Regions from separate parts of the Danio rerio genome. Here region 1 is linked to region 2. The links are chromatin contacts, called in public Micro-C maps. All regions are on one chromosome and are shown on one strand. The core of a region is the stretch at or near the end of the contact, and the rest is flanking DNA. Distances in the headings are between cores, read along the strand shown.

Evidence for each region. A called contact is a pair of places that touch in the nucleus more often than the background predicts.
Region 1: a contact with region 2 is called in a Micro-C map of caudal fin, with 6 times the contacts expected there. The contact joins the promoter of eef2a.1 here to the promoter of hsd11b1la in region 2. A contact is called at or near these places in 2 of 18 Hi-C or Micro-C datasets (caudal fin and an unstated tissue).

Annotation. Positions count from the first base shown.
Region 1 is chr22:19,993,443-20,000,108 of GRCz12tu, reverse strand. eef2a.1 (eukaryotic translation elongation factor 2a, tandem duplicate 1) reads right to left here and starts at 3,419. Exons shown (of 13, transcript NM_001045161.2): 1 at 3,383-3,419; 2 at 1,809-2,023; 3 at 65-246. The coding sequence starts at 3,385.
Region 2 is chr22:19,398,349-19,404,738 of GRCz12tu, reverse strand. It overlaps hsd11b1la (hydroxysteroid (11-beta) dehydrogenase 1-like a), which reads right to left and starts at 2,876. Exons shown (of 6, transcript NM_200323.2): 1 at 2,722-2,876; 2 at 714-844; 3 at 438-641. The coding sequence starts at 2,806. micos13 (mitochondrial contact site and cristae organizing system subunit 13) reads left to right here and starts at 3,462. Exons shown (of 4, transcript NM_001044873.1): 1 at 3,462-3,637; 2 at 5,692-5,848. The coding sequence starts at 3,609.

The DNA.
Region 1 (6,666 bases), core at 2,170-4,669, 590 kb before region 2:
AAGTCTTTGATTAATAAAACGGTCATTTGGGAAAAACAAACAAAAAAACTATTTCTGCACATACCAGACACACAATCCACCACCAGCAATGCTCCATCTGTGATACGCAGTGCAGCTGTAACTTCTGAAGAAAAGTCAACATGCCCAGGGGAGTCAATCAGGTTGAGGAGGAAGCCGGAGCCATCTTTGCACTCTTTAATGAAAGCCAAATCCTTTTCAGCAAGCTCATAGAATATGGAGATGGTCCTGTGTGGGTAAATTGGGAAAGTCCATTTATTAAAACGTTTGTGGATTTAAGGTTTATATTTCAGTCTTGCAATATACAATATGCCTTTAGACCCGTTCAGACTATGTAATTTTGTTTAATTATGAATGGTTATTTTGAGTTATCTTGATGTGTTGTGGGTACTCAATATGCCAGACTACACGTTGGTTCACAGTCAATCTTTGCATGACGTCTATGATGTGCGTTCAAGTGTTTCCAACACACAGCAATTTACAAAATATATAGATGTGCTTTATGAATAAAAACTTTAGATGATTAAATGCATTCTGTGGCAGAAAGAGCTGCAGAAGCAGATTCCCAGCGATGGTTATAAATTAAATCAGCGATGCGCTCACAAATGCAAATGTTACTTCAACCTGACAAGGAAACTTTTAGCAGATAGCTGGTTGGTTACCTTTAAAGATACGTTCACTAAAAAAAAAAAAAAAAAAATACATATGAATAATAATTCGCAAAGAGAATGACAAACTAATGAGTGGTTAAAAGTTGACATGCTGATTCCAAAACTCACTGAAATTAGGGCTGTGCGATATGACAAAATACATGTATCTCAAGGCCACAATATAGTTTCATATATTATGTTCCATTTCATGGTGTCGCAAAATACATCGTACAGTAATTAGGGCTCAGTACAGTAAACAGTGCGGACTTGTCACTAAAATTTGTGCATTGAAACATAATGCCCAATGCACACAGGGCTTCAGCATCAACACTTGATAGAGGGTGTGTCTGAAGTTGGGGCTGATGAAATAGTTAGTGTCAGCCAATAAAACTAGTCAGCAATTGGCTACTGTCTGAGCTGGTGTATTTGCATACAGTGATCTGATTGGTGGAAACTTCCGTCTGCATTTAAAAAGTTGACAAAGTCCCAACTTCTGCAACGAACAACGCCACTGATGTCAAATACCCGAGTATTGTTGCCAACCATGTCCTGTCCATTCATTTGTTTCATGTGCAGCCTACAAATCTGCAGCAACTGCATGATGCCATCATGTCAACATAGACCAAAATCTTAGAGGAATATTTTCAGTACCTTGTTGAATCTATGTCATGAAGGATTAAGGCAATTCTAAAGTCATAAGGGGGTCCAACCCAGTACTAGTAAGGTGTACTTAATAAAGTGGCCGGTGAGCCACTTTGAAACACTACTTGGCTTGTTTTGACAACTGAAAAATGTGGCTAACAAATAACTTTAAAATTATGTAATTATATTAACATATTAAATCTATAGTGATGTATATCGTCAATATCATATTGCCCAGCCCCATCCGAGTGCATCATTGAGTGGTTTGTTAGTTTAGATGCAAATTCCAGTACTTACCGGGCTGAAGGCTTGACGGGATGATGTCGTGAAGCGTCGCAGACATGGCATCAGTTGTCGTGCACTAACACTACACGAGAAGAAATAACTGAATCTCGCATCATAGCAACAATTTGACATTTACGAATCCCCACAACACTTTGCCGAGCAAATTGGGCCGAAATCAGGGAAAAAATTTAGTAGTCTGACCTTAATACTCACGTTGACTTGATGGTGATGCAACGCTCTTGTTCATCACGCCTCGTATCCATGAAACGGGTTTCTCCAGCACGGGCTGAGCTGACGATACCAGCTTTTGACACCAGCCAATCTGTCAAAGTTGATTTGCCGTGATCAAAAGCTCCTATTACAGACATGTTACGGATGTTGGACTTCTTGTCCATGGTGGCACGGATCTGGTCTACATTGAAGTTCTCCTAAAGAAGTAAAATAAGGAGAAATATGAAAGGAGGCATATTTCTAGTTTTAAAATTCACTACTTGGTAACCTTTTACTATGCTTAAAGTTATTACTCATATATATATATATATAAATATATATATATATATATATATATATATATATATATATATATATATATATATATATATAAAAAAAAGAAAGCTTTTAACTGGGTAGTTTTATTTATTCATTTATGTTGAAACTGATGTTCATTAAGATCCATAGCAAAAACTCAAACGGGTAAAGTACAAGTGGAGGGTAAGAATAATGTGAAGTTGGTTTTACATTCCCACACTTTTAGTGACAACTTTTAACATGATCCCTGTATTGTTTACCATACCTTAAATATTCGGTCTGAAATAACATGCAAGTATCAACTGAACAACACTAGCACTATTTATTCGGCTGTAAACAATGTTGCACTGAGGGAGACTAAAATTTGCAAGGCAAGCAGATTTTGTATTTTTATTACACATTACCGTCTAAGTGCCCTAACTTCACAAACTTCACGTTCAAAACGTGCTCAACCGGATGGTTGATTTGTCCCTTTATGGTGAACATAGAAAAGCAAAACTAATGTTTGCATAGTATGCATTTCTGCAGTCTGAATAGACTGACTGTTTGCTCAGAAATAACTTATGGTCAGTCACAGAATAAATGTCACAGCTTATATATTCATAAATATACTGAGATAATTTCTTTATATATATATATATATATATATATATATATATATATATATATATATATATACACACACACACACTTTTAGGATATTTTCGGAGTAAATATAATGAATTCTGAATTCTTACAACTAACGTGTGAAAATCACAACTTTTAATCAAGAGTAATGAGGTCTGTTTCAATAAAACAAATCATGTATTTAGATTATCATTTACTGTGATTACTACTGCTTACTATATTATAAACTATGGGAATACGATTTTTTTTTCTGAGTTCCAAAGAACTAGTGAAAAGTTTTGAACATGAAAAATTAAGCTCTAAAAACACTGAGTTGAGAATACAGTTAACTAGACTTTAACTAAAACAGGAAGCAAAAAGTAACGCAAGTGCTCTTATGATAGCTGCTACACGCTAACATTACACTGATAATGGATTAAAATATCAAATGACTAAACTCTTTTAAACATTATTTGTCTGAAAAAAAACTTCTAAAGACAAAAGTTAATTCAAACCAGTCACTTCCGAAACAGCATGTACTGCGCTTTCATTTTAGTCTATTTTAACCATTCTAAAGGGTTAAATCGCAACAAAACGTCAAACTGCATAAGGTTACTAACGTATAAAATAAATAACTTATTAAATCGACTCACCATTTTGCCTGATGTTTTTGGATTCGTTTAACAGTGAATTCACTATCATGCCGCCTACCACGGCGGACACAGTCAAAGAGACCGATGACGTCTACGCTCATGAATATATATACCAAGCGCGCGCTCTACGTTTCGTACGTAATGACGTCAGTGCATTGTTCACGTTTAAAGGTGAAAAACTGTTAATTAACCTCTAAAAGAAAAGTCTGTCGTCTTTTATTAATGTACTCACGTTGACACTGAAATCTAGAAAGTACAATGTAATATGTGCATTTTAAAAATGTTACTTTTCCGCCAGCAGGTGGCGCCTCATCCCTAAAATCAGGACGCCTTTATAATTTCTGTTGTAAAGTCTTGCAGTTACTGTTTTAGGTTTTACGCTATCATTCAATTGTTGATTTTTCCGTGTAGTTGAGATACAGAATGCAATCGGTAGAGGTGATATTAATCGGAAATGTATTTACAAGATCATACAGTTAGGATATTGAAGTAGTGCGTTGTGTTCTGACTGGAACCATTTTGTTGTCAAGTTACTCCACATGTCACTTTTTACAAGGTTTTACTGAAGAAGAAAATCATGGTTATTGTAGTTAGCCTTAAATTGTAGCGATGGTAATTACGCATTAATTAAGGTTTTCCTCAATTACATATGGTTCGTATAAACTGTTATATAGCATACAAAAGATGGATTAAAGCTACCATAAAACATCATTTGTTTTATTTATTTGTTTAAAAAAAAAAAAAAATATATATATATATAGAGAGAGATAATGTGTGTTTGTAATGATCTGGGTGTTGGTCTGGCAATTCATTCCCAGGTAGCAAAGAATTCTGGCCCAGATTTGACATAAAGCTGGCACAGCAGCCATTCATCCGGCTCTGGCATACAGCATGTGGCTCAAACATGGCCCAGGTTTGGAAGTGGTGGCACCGTCTGTAAGACATGGACCAGATGTCAATATTTGGCCCAGATGCCAATATTTGGCCCAGATGCTAAAATTGATATGTGTGCCCCATAAGTTTGGCCTATTTTGACCCACTTTTAAAATGCATTTTAATAATTTTTGGAGTAAATAAATATTTTGATGCACAGTTTTTATGTTTATCTTTAGTGTACAACTTACCAATGAAGGCAAAATTATTAGCCTTCTTTTTAAAATGTTTACCAAGTGCTGTTTAACAGAGAGATGTTAAAGATGTGTTTTCCCCACAAGTCCAAAAGACATGCGCTATAGATTAGATTAGATTAGATTCAACTTTATTGTCATTACACATGTACAATACAAGGCAACGAATTGCAGTTTAGGTCTAACCAGCAGTGCAATAGTAGCAAGCGCAGGATACAGGTATACAAGTTATAAAGTGCAGTTATAGAAAAACTATGGTGATGTTTACAGATGATTGTACTATGATCATTATGTATAGGTTGTATTAGCTATGAACAGAGATTTGCAATAAATGAATATATGTACAGTTTGCTATTAATAATTAGAAGTGTGCAGATAGATAAACATAATTACAAATGTATCAGTGTGTATATAACTACAGATGTCCATATGCTGTGGGTATGTACAGTTCAAATAAGTGAATCAGTGCAATGTAGTGCAATGAATATGTACAATTTTTAAATGTGCACATGTTGAATAGTGCAGTGATTGTGAAGAGCAAAACTTAGAGGAGAGTGGTGGGTGTAATAGGGGGGCAAAAGAGACAGTGAGGGGCAGAGTTCAAAAGGGAGACAGCTCTGGGGAAAGAGCTGTTCCTCAGTCTGCTGGTTTTTGCCCAGCAAAAAACAGCAGAACTATTGAATAGGTGAATTAGGTAAGATAAAATTGTCAGTGTATGTGTGTGTGTGAATGAGAGTGTATGGATGTTTCCCAGAACTGCGTTGCAGCTGGAAGGACATCCACTGCATAAAACATTTGCTGGATAAGTTGGTGGTTCATTCCGCTGTGGCGAATAGAAAATGAATGAATGAATTTACTAACCCTTTCATTCATCACAAACCTGTTTGTTTCTTTATTCTAGTGAACACAAAAGAAGATATTTTGAGCAATGTTGGAAACAGGTAGCCATTGACATCCATAGTATTTGTTTTTACAATGAATGTCCAACATTTTTCAAAATATCCTCTTTTGTGTTCCACAAAATGACAATATAATATGAGTAATTTTTTTTATTTTTGAGTATATTATTTTTTTATGCCTTTCAAATGACTAACTCGGATGCAAGATTCATATTGAGTGGCGGCCATATAACTAATCCTAAAGGCATTAAATCTGCTAGATAAACAATATGTTAGACTTTGACTGAATATGTGATTCAGCATGGTTTGGCTAAGGACAAGCATTTGATTTGAAGCCAAAGGCACAAGAGCAGCCTGATGCATGCTCTCAAATATAATGACAGATTTTGCACTTCAGAGCGAGAATGTTTCATTTCTAAACACTTAGTGCTCTATTTCTGTTTGTCTTGCAGGCTTTTCTCATCAGGTTACAGACTGTGTACATCCAGATGGCTACAGCGCCCACGCGGACTGCATGTAAAATAGAGAACAGTGGTACACAAAAGTGTTAGTGCTCATGCCGTCCATATGACGACAACAATGTAGGGCAGAAAAAAGAGACTGAAACCAAGTCAAGGTCACGAGGTCATTGAAAACAACTATTCTGAACCGAACCGAGAACAGAGGGTTTGTGACAGTGACACAATTGGACACCATCAGTCTGTCTAGCGATGAAATCAAAGTGACAGAAAAGAGCAGCTTGGTCAGGCGTGTGAGCCTTCAAACCTCTGTCTGAGTGGTAAGAAAGTATCAGTCAATAAATGAATTGAGTTGAAAAAAAAAAATAAAAAATTCCAGTCTGCGCATTCATGGCATGTTGGCTGCTGTCGCTTGAGCTTAGTTAAGTACTTTTTAGTGCCACTGGGTATATAAGTGCTGTCGTGCTCCACTTTAAAAAGTGGTTGGAATTCTGAAAGTAATTCACTGTAGATGTGCTACAGAAAAAAAAAACTTGGTCATTGGTAAGTTCTATACTGTAAAAAACATACCTCTAACAGAAGATTTCATGCAATAATACAGTGAAATACTGTGAATGTAAATCTTGTTTTTTTTTATCTTGAAAATATAAAACATTACATAATCTTCTAATTTCAAGTAGCAAACTAAGATTTTTCAATTGTGTTTTTATTGTCATATACAGTAGACTGTGCAGTTATGTTTATGGTTCTCAGTTTAGTATAAAGGTAAAAAACTCATTTTAGTCATTTAGTTTTTCATG
Region 2 (6,390 bases), core at 1,627-4,126:
AAAGTGATTTTTATTTTAGTATATTGTGAATGCGAACATTCACATGGATGACTTTAGCAGCATGCATTTTTGATCCACATTTACTTTCATTATTTTATAAACATGCATGTGTTGCAATTATATGAACTTTAGGTTAGAAATGGCATAGTGTTTCTCAACCGCAATTCTGGAGGACCACCAACACTGCATGTTTTGGATGTCTCTTTTGACTGTTACACCCATTACAAGTCCTTCAGTCGCTGCTAATGAGCTGATGATCTGAATCAGGAGTGTTTGATTAAGAAGAGGTGGAAAATCGGCAGAGCAGTTGGTCCTCCTGGAACATGGTTTAGAAACTCTGGCATAAAGAATATGTAAATAAATACTAACAAGAATAAAATGTTGTGTGTTGTTTCAGTAAATCTTCAATAAACAACATCTTCAATGTGATTCTGCACCTCTAGTAGCCATCGTGTGTGCTGAACATCTCCATCCCACATTTGGTACGGACTGGGCCCGATGTGGTTCAGAACCAGGTAATCCAGTCCTCCAAGCTGTTCGATGGCATACTTCACCACAAGATCGGCATCAGAGGGGTTGGCCATGTCCGCAGGGATGTAGAAAGCCTTTTGAGCCCCCATTTCCCGGCACTTGCTCACAACCTGAGTCAGATTAAACATATTGAAGCAATCGAATATGCTTAAAGCATGAATGATAGCAGAAACTCAACTGACCTGTTCTAAAACATTTCCTCTCCTCGCGGTGATTACAATTTGAGCTCCTAAACGTGCATAATGGTACGCCAACTGCTCACCAATGCCAGTACTGGCACCAGTCACCAGCACCCGGGCACCTTTTAGTGACTCTAAAAAAAAAAACATATTTCACTGTATGACAGTCGTTACATAAACAATGCAAAGACTGTGTTCAATGTTCACTGCTTTAAAGGGCAAAAGATAATTCCAGCTTTCTTTTATCACAATATTGGTGTTTAGGGATGGTCTTTTCCAATTGGTCACGTTTATTGTGTGGAAAGTTACTTTAAACTTTTTTCAAAAGCCTCTTTGTATTCTGACAAACGTTCTCTGGCAATTCATTATTTTAAAGGCATAACTGCTAACCTGTGGGGCAGAGATACTCTGTTACTTGTTACGTAAGAATTGCATAAGTGTCATAGCAGACGGCTGATTTAATATTTTAATAAATACATTGACTATTTATACATCTGTGAGCCGATACTTGGTGGTTTCAGAACTTTTTTTCTGAAAAGGCATGGAAGTTCATGTTGATAGCTATTAAATTAAGATATCACAGATTTGTACAAATCTATCACGAGTTGCCAAACGAATAAAATCCATTTTTCATGACCCTAACAGGAAATAAAGTGCAATATTAAGCTCTATTTTAAACGTTTTATGAATAGGCCAGTTCCCTAGGGGCAGGTCATGTTTCTTTATTTAACATACTTGACTGCTCACTTGCACGTAGTGATAAGATGGCAAAAAATTTAATCTGTAGTGGCAATAAAATATTCATTTCTTCACATTGACAAATTCTATGCTATGCTTCTTTACACAAACTAGCTGATTGAGTCACACAAATAAATAACAACTGCAGATATGTTTTTTAAATATGAAAAACTTATTCATCTTATCTTATTTGCTAACAAAAAATTTTATTGTATGTAGTTATGGGACTATAACCATTTTTAAGGTATACCGCGGTTCGGAAAAGTCAAGGTTTTAAAACCGTAAACATTTTTTGCTGTACCATTCCAAAGATATGTGTATTATTTTTTTATTTATGTTTTTTTATGTTTTTTTTTTTTTTTTTTTTAGGACTACAGAATGTCCAGCAGAAAAGATATTCAAAGACGCAGTTTTAAATTGTAAAGAAATCTGTGTTTTTAAAACAAATAAAGACAGCAGAAGTCAATGATTAATTTGAATTATTCAGCCTGACAGTTTCGGCTACTGCTCCGAAATATTTTAAATGTTCCTCAAAATAAAATATATCGTGTTCAAATGGGAAATAAGTTTTTGTTTTTAACCCCAACATTTAAAAAGAATATATTTTATTTTAGAGCAGCAATTACAATACCACAAAACCGTGATATTTTATCCAAAGTTATGCCTAATTCTATGTTTTCTGTGGATGTTGATGTCAAACTCCAACAGTATTGCAGATTTATAACATTTTAAATGCTTGCTGTTTTATAGACCTGTCGCCTGGGGTTTGAGGATCGAATTAAAATAATTTTAAGAGAAAAAAAGTACTTTAAGAAATAATGTGAACACGTAATGTTAACACGTAGATAAATACATTTATTACACTCTCAGAAATAAAGGTATGCATGCTGTCACTGGGGTGGTACCTTTTCAAAAGGTACAGATTCTAACTTAAAGGCTCCATATTGGTACCTAAAAAGATTATATTATATTAGGAACACTTTTGTACTTTTTAGTAATGTGTACCCTTAAGGTATTAATATATACATTTAAGCACAAATTTGTACCTTTTGAAAAGGTACCACCCCAGTGACAGCCTTTGGAGGCCTACCTTCTGAGAGTGTAGATAGGCTATATTAGTTTTTTGGGTCCACAAATCTTTCCACAAGCTTTCCCACCACTTTGTAGCATAGACTACTTTCTAAATAGCTGTAAAGACATATCACTTATCAATTTACAGACAATAGAATACATTTTACAGCACGTAGATAAACATAAAGGCTGTTAAACTCACCCTCATTAAATGATGGAGCACTCCATCGGACCGCAATGAACGCGACGCATATGCTGCAAAGCAGTAATTTGGCATAAAGCTTCATTTGAAGGAATATGGCAAATCTGTGCACAGCTTACAAAATGCACAACTTTGTAAAGTCAGCAGTCGACACCAAGAGAACAGGCAGAACAGGTTTTTAAATCTAAGTTCAGACAGGCGGAGCTAGTGCCAAAGTACAATCCGGCTTTAGATAACTTGGCAGCTAGCACTTAATGCATTTTGTAACTTCTGTTAATATTGTGTTGTAATAATCAGTCATTCTTGTTTTATTTGCATTATAACGTTAATATTGTGGTTGGGTTTATAAATTCGGAACGACCTGACAGACTATGAAATACAAACCGAAAGTAAGGATAAAAACATAATTATTATTCACTTAGGCTTACTTTTTACTTTTTTAAACTTACTTTTATTATCGTTGGCGACTCTGCTAAAGATTCTTTTTTAATTAATATTACACATACAATCTAAAAAAACGTGATTTTAAAATTAGTCAATCGATCTGAGCCACAGGAAAAACGTGGCGGCACTTTCACCAAATATATAAAACCGAATTGTCTTTTAAAGTAACACCCTTCTACTTTTAATGCTTATATATATAGAATATTCATATGTTCAAAAATACTCAAACATATAATTATTACGTTTTATATGTTCGTCGTTCGTTTTGTCGAATGTGCAGATCTACAGCTGGATTCAAAACGAACTTTATTGCTACCATTTCGGTTTGCTAGAGCAAATGCCCTTGTCGGTGAAACTCGCTGACAAAATAGTAAAACAAAGCATCCTGTGAAGTGTTTTGATACGAAATATTGTTCTTTAGAGCATAATTTTGCTTTTAAAATATGGCTGCTAAGATTTTCCCTGTCGTCAAGTAAGTGTTTATGTGTTGTTTTTGTATCTGAAGCTGGTTGCTAACTAAGTTAGCACACAAGTGTCTGTTTGGGTTTAAGTGTTTTTTTTATACTTTATACATTATTATACTTTATATAATTATATTATATATATATATCTGTATTTACATTAAAATTAAATTACCTCGTATTTTAGTTGCTATTTTTACCTATAATGTCGTTTAAATATAGCTAGCATGCTAATTACTCAATTCAGCAATAACTTTGACAGTAAAAATGTTAAATCCTGTTTTGTATTAGAGTTAATCATATATATTTTAAGTAATCATCATATATTTGGGGTCATAATAACCTGAGAAGCTTGTAAACATGCTCTCTTTCCTTCAGCTTTAACGTACTTTGAATGGCTGTATTTGTGATGAAGGTAAAGTTGTTTCCAGTCAAATAAATAGTGCTAATGTTGTTTTCGAGTCATACTTGCATATGATTTCAGACAGAACCTTCAAAATAATAGAGGTAAAGTTGGTTTTATATTTAGACATTCTCCTCGATAATATAATTATCTTTGCAAATTTTAAATGGGGAAATCATACTAGCAGAATTAGGATATCTTGCGTCCAAAAAAAAAAAAAAAAGTTAAGAAAACGGCCGTTTTTCGGTGTTTCTTTTGATTACAAAAAAACATGATTTTAATAATAACTTTTAATCATTTTATATATATATATATATATATATATATATATATATATATATATATATATGTATATGTATGTGTGTGTGTGTATATAAATAATAACTATACTATTTATATAATTACAAAGTTTACATATTCTGTCATTTGATCAGTTATGAGGCTTACATTCATTGCGTATGCATAAATTAAATAAAAACGTAAATTAGCAGTATTATTAGACTTTTGTCAATAAAATAAGGTCATAGTTCGCTGCCAAACATTGTTGCTGTGCACGCTGTCAAGCTGTGCACCTGATGCTGAGCAAAGATAGCCATTTCCGAGTAGCACCTGGTTTGCATGATTGTTTCCGAGCAAGGCCTTGACAGTAATAATAATAATAATGTTATTATTAATAATAATTTATGTTTATAGTTCACTGCCAAACTTATTGCTGCTGTACACCTGATGCTGAGCAAAGATATACATCTGTGAGCAGCACCTGGTTTCCATGATTGTTTCAGAGCTACTGTAGGCTTAAATAATATAATTATTATTGTTATTATTAATAATAATCATTTTAGCACGTGATGCCCACAGAGAGCACTATGCCAAATTAAGTTCTGTTTAACCTATTTCTGCTTAAATTGTAGAAAATCTTTAAAACGACATGACTAATCAAGACTTTTATTTGGAGAATTACACTTATTAATAACTTGGTTCTTATAAACGATCATTTTATAAAATACATTATTTACAGATCTACTGAAGAATAAGACGAATGACATCAATAACTATAATATATTAAGATTTTATATAAACTATAAATAAGAACATTTAAAGTAATAGAACATTATCTGTAAAACAAATCTAAACTGTTATATAGGCTACAGGCTAAATAAAGGCACCTTGTCAGAGATTTACATCGTGTGCGTTAAAGAGGCAATGAATGTAAGCCTGATAACTGATCAAATGACAGAATATGTAAACTTAGTTTATATAATTATATACATATAACTAAATATTAATAATTCAAAGCCTGGGTATTGTCCTCAGAGGGCTCTTATTTTGGGGGCTACGTCACAAGCTCAGATTTGGTTGACCAATCAGAGGAAAATGGACATTTTAGCACCGCCTACATGAGAATAATGAATTTTAATTGTTTTTTTTTTTTTTTAGTTAAAAAATGGATATGGATTTAATTTAGCAGCCAATGATTATCAAAGTACAGCATTGTTTACAGTAAATTTGATGGTGCTAATGTTGTTTTGAAGTCATACTTCCATGCTAATTCTGACCTAATATTCAAATTAGCATGGAAAGCAATAGAAACAGTTAAATAAAGGAATGTGCAAATATAAAACCAACTTTACCTCATTGTATTTGTGTTTCTTTATGTTTTAGGTTTGCAACAAAAGTGACCATTGCGGGAGGAGCCCTGTATGTGGCATATGATTCAGGACTTCTTGGAGGTAGTAATGAGGGATCTGTGGCCTTGGCCCGAGCTAAATCAGCCATACCACCTGCTGTGGATGAGTGGATGAAGTACTTTGGCTTCGAGGTATGAAAAGAAATGAAACTAAGTGTATGATTGATAACGAAAGTAGAACTTGACTTTTTGATGAAGTGTAAGGCTACAGTATATGGCAGATGGCAGCACTGACATTATTGAATAAAAAGAGAGATAGCGGGGAAGTCTTTTGGGTAATTAAATAGTCTTGATGCACAGAAGACTGTTTACATATGGTATTAAAATGCATCGCAACACCTTCACACAAAACTCACGATTTCAGATTTTAAAAAAAGAGCATTTCATAAACTAAGGATGAAACATTTACACACAAATGAATCACAGTTTCATGGTTTTCATTGTTGACGCGCTAGACTCAGATGGAGGGCAGGAAGTGATTCTCCTACATAGGAATCGCTATCAGAACATCAATTGTTCTGCAAACAAATGTTTGCATATGTATGTAGACTGTATATATCAAGTATGTAGACTGCGTCCATGCTTTTGTATGCTTTCATGTCTGCGTGGGGAAAAACTTGTAATTTATAATAAACATGTTTTTGAACCACATAGTAAAGTGTATAACGTGTTTA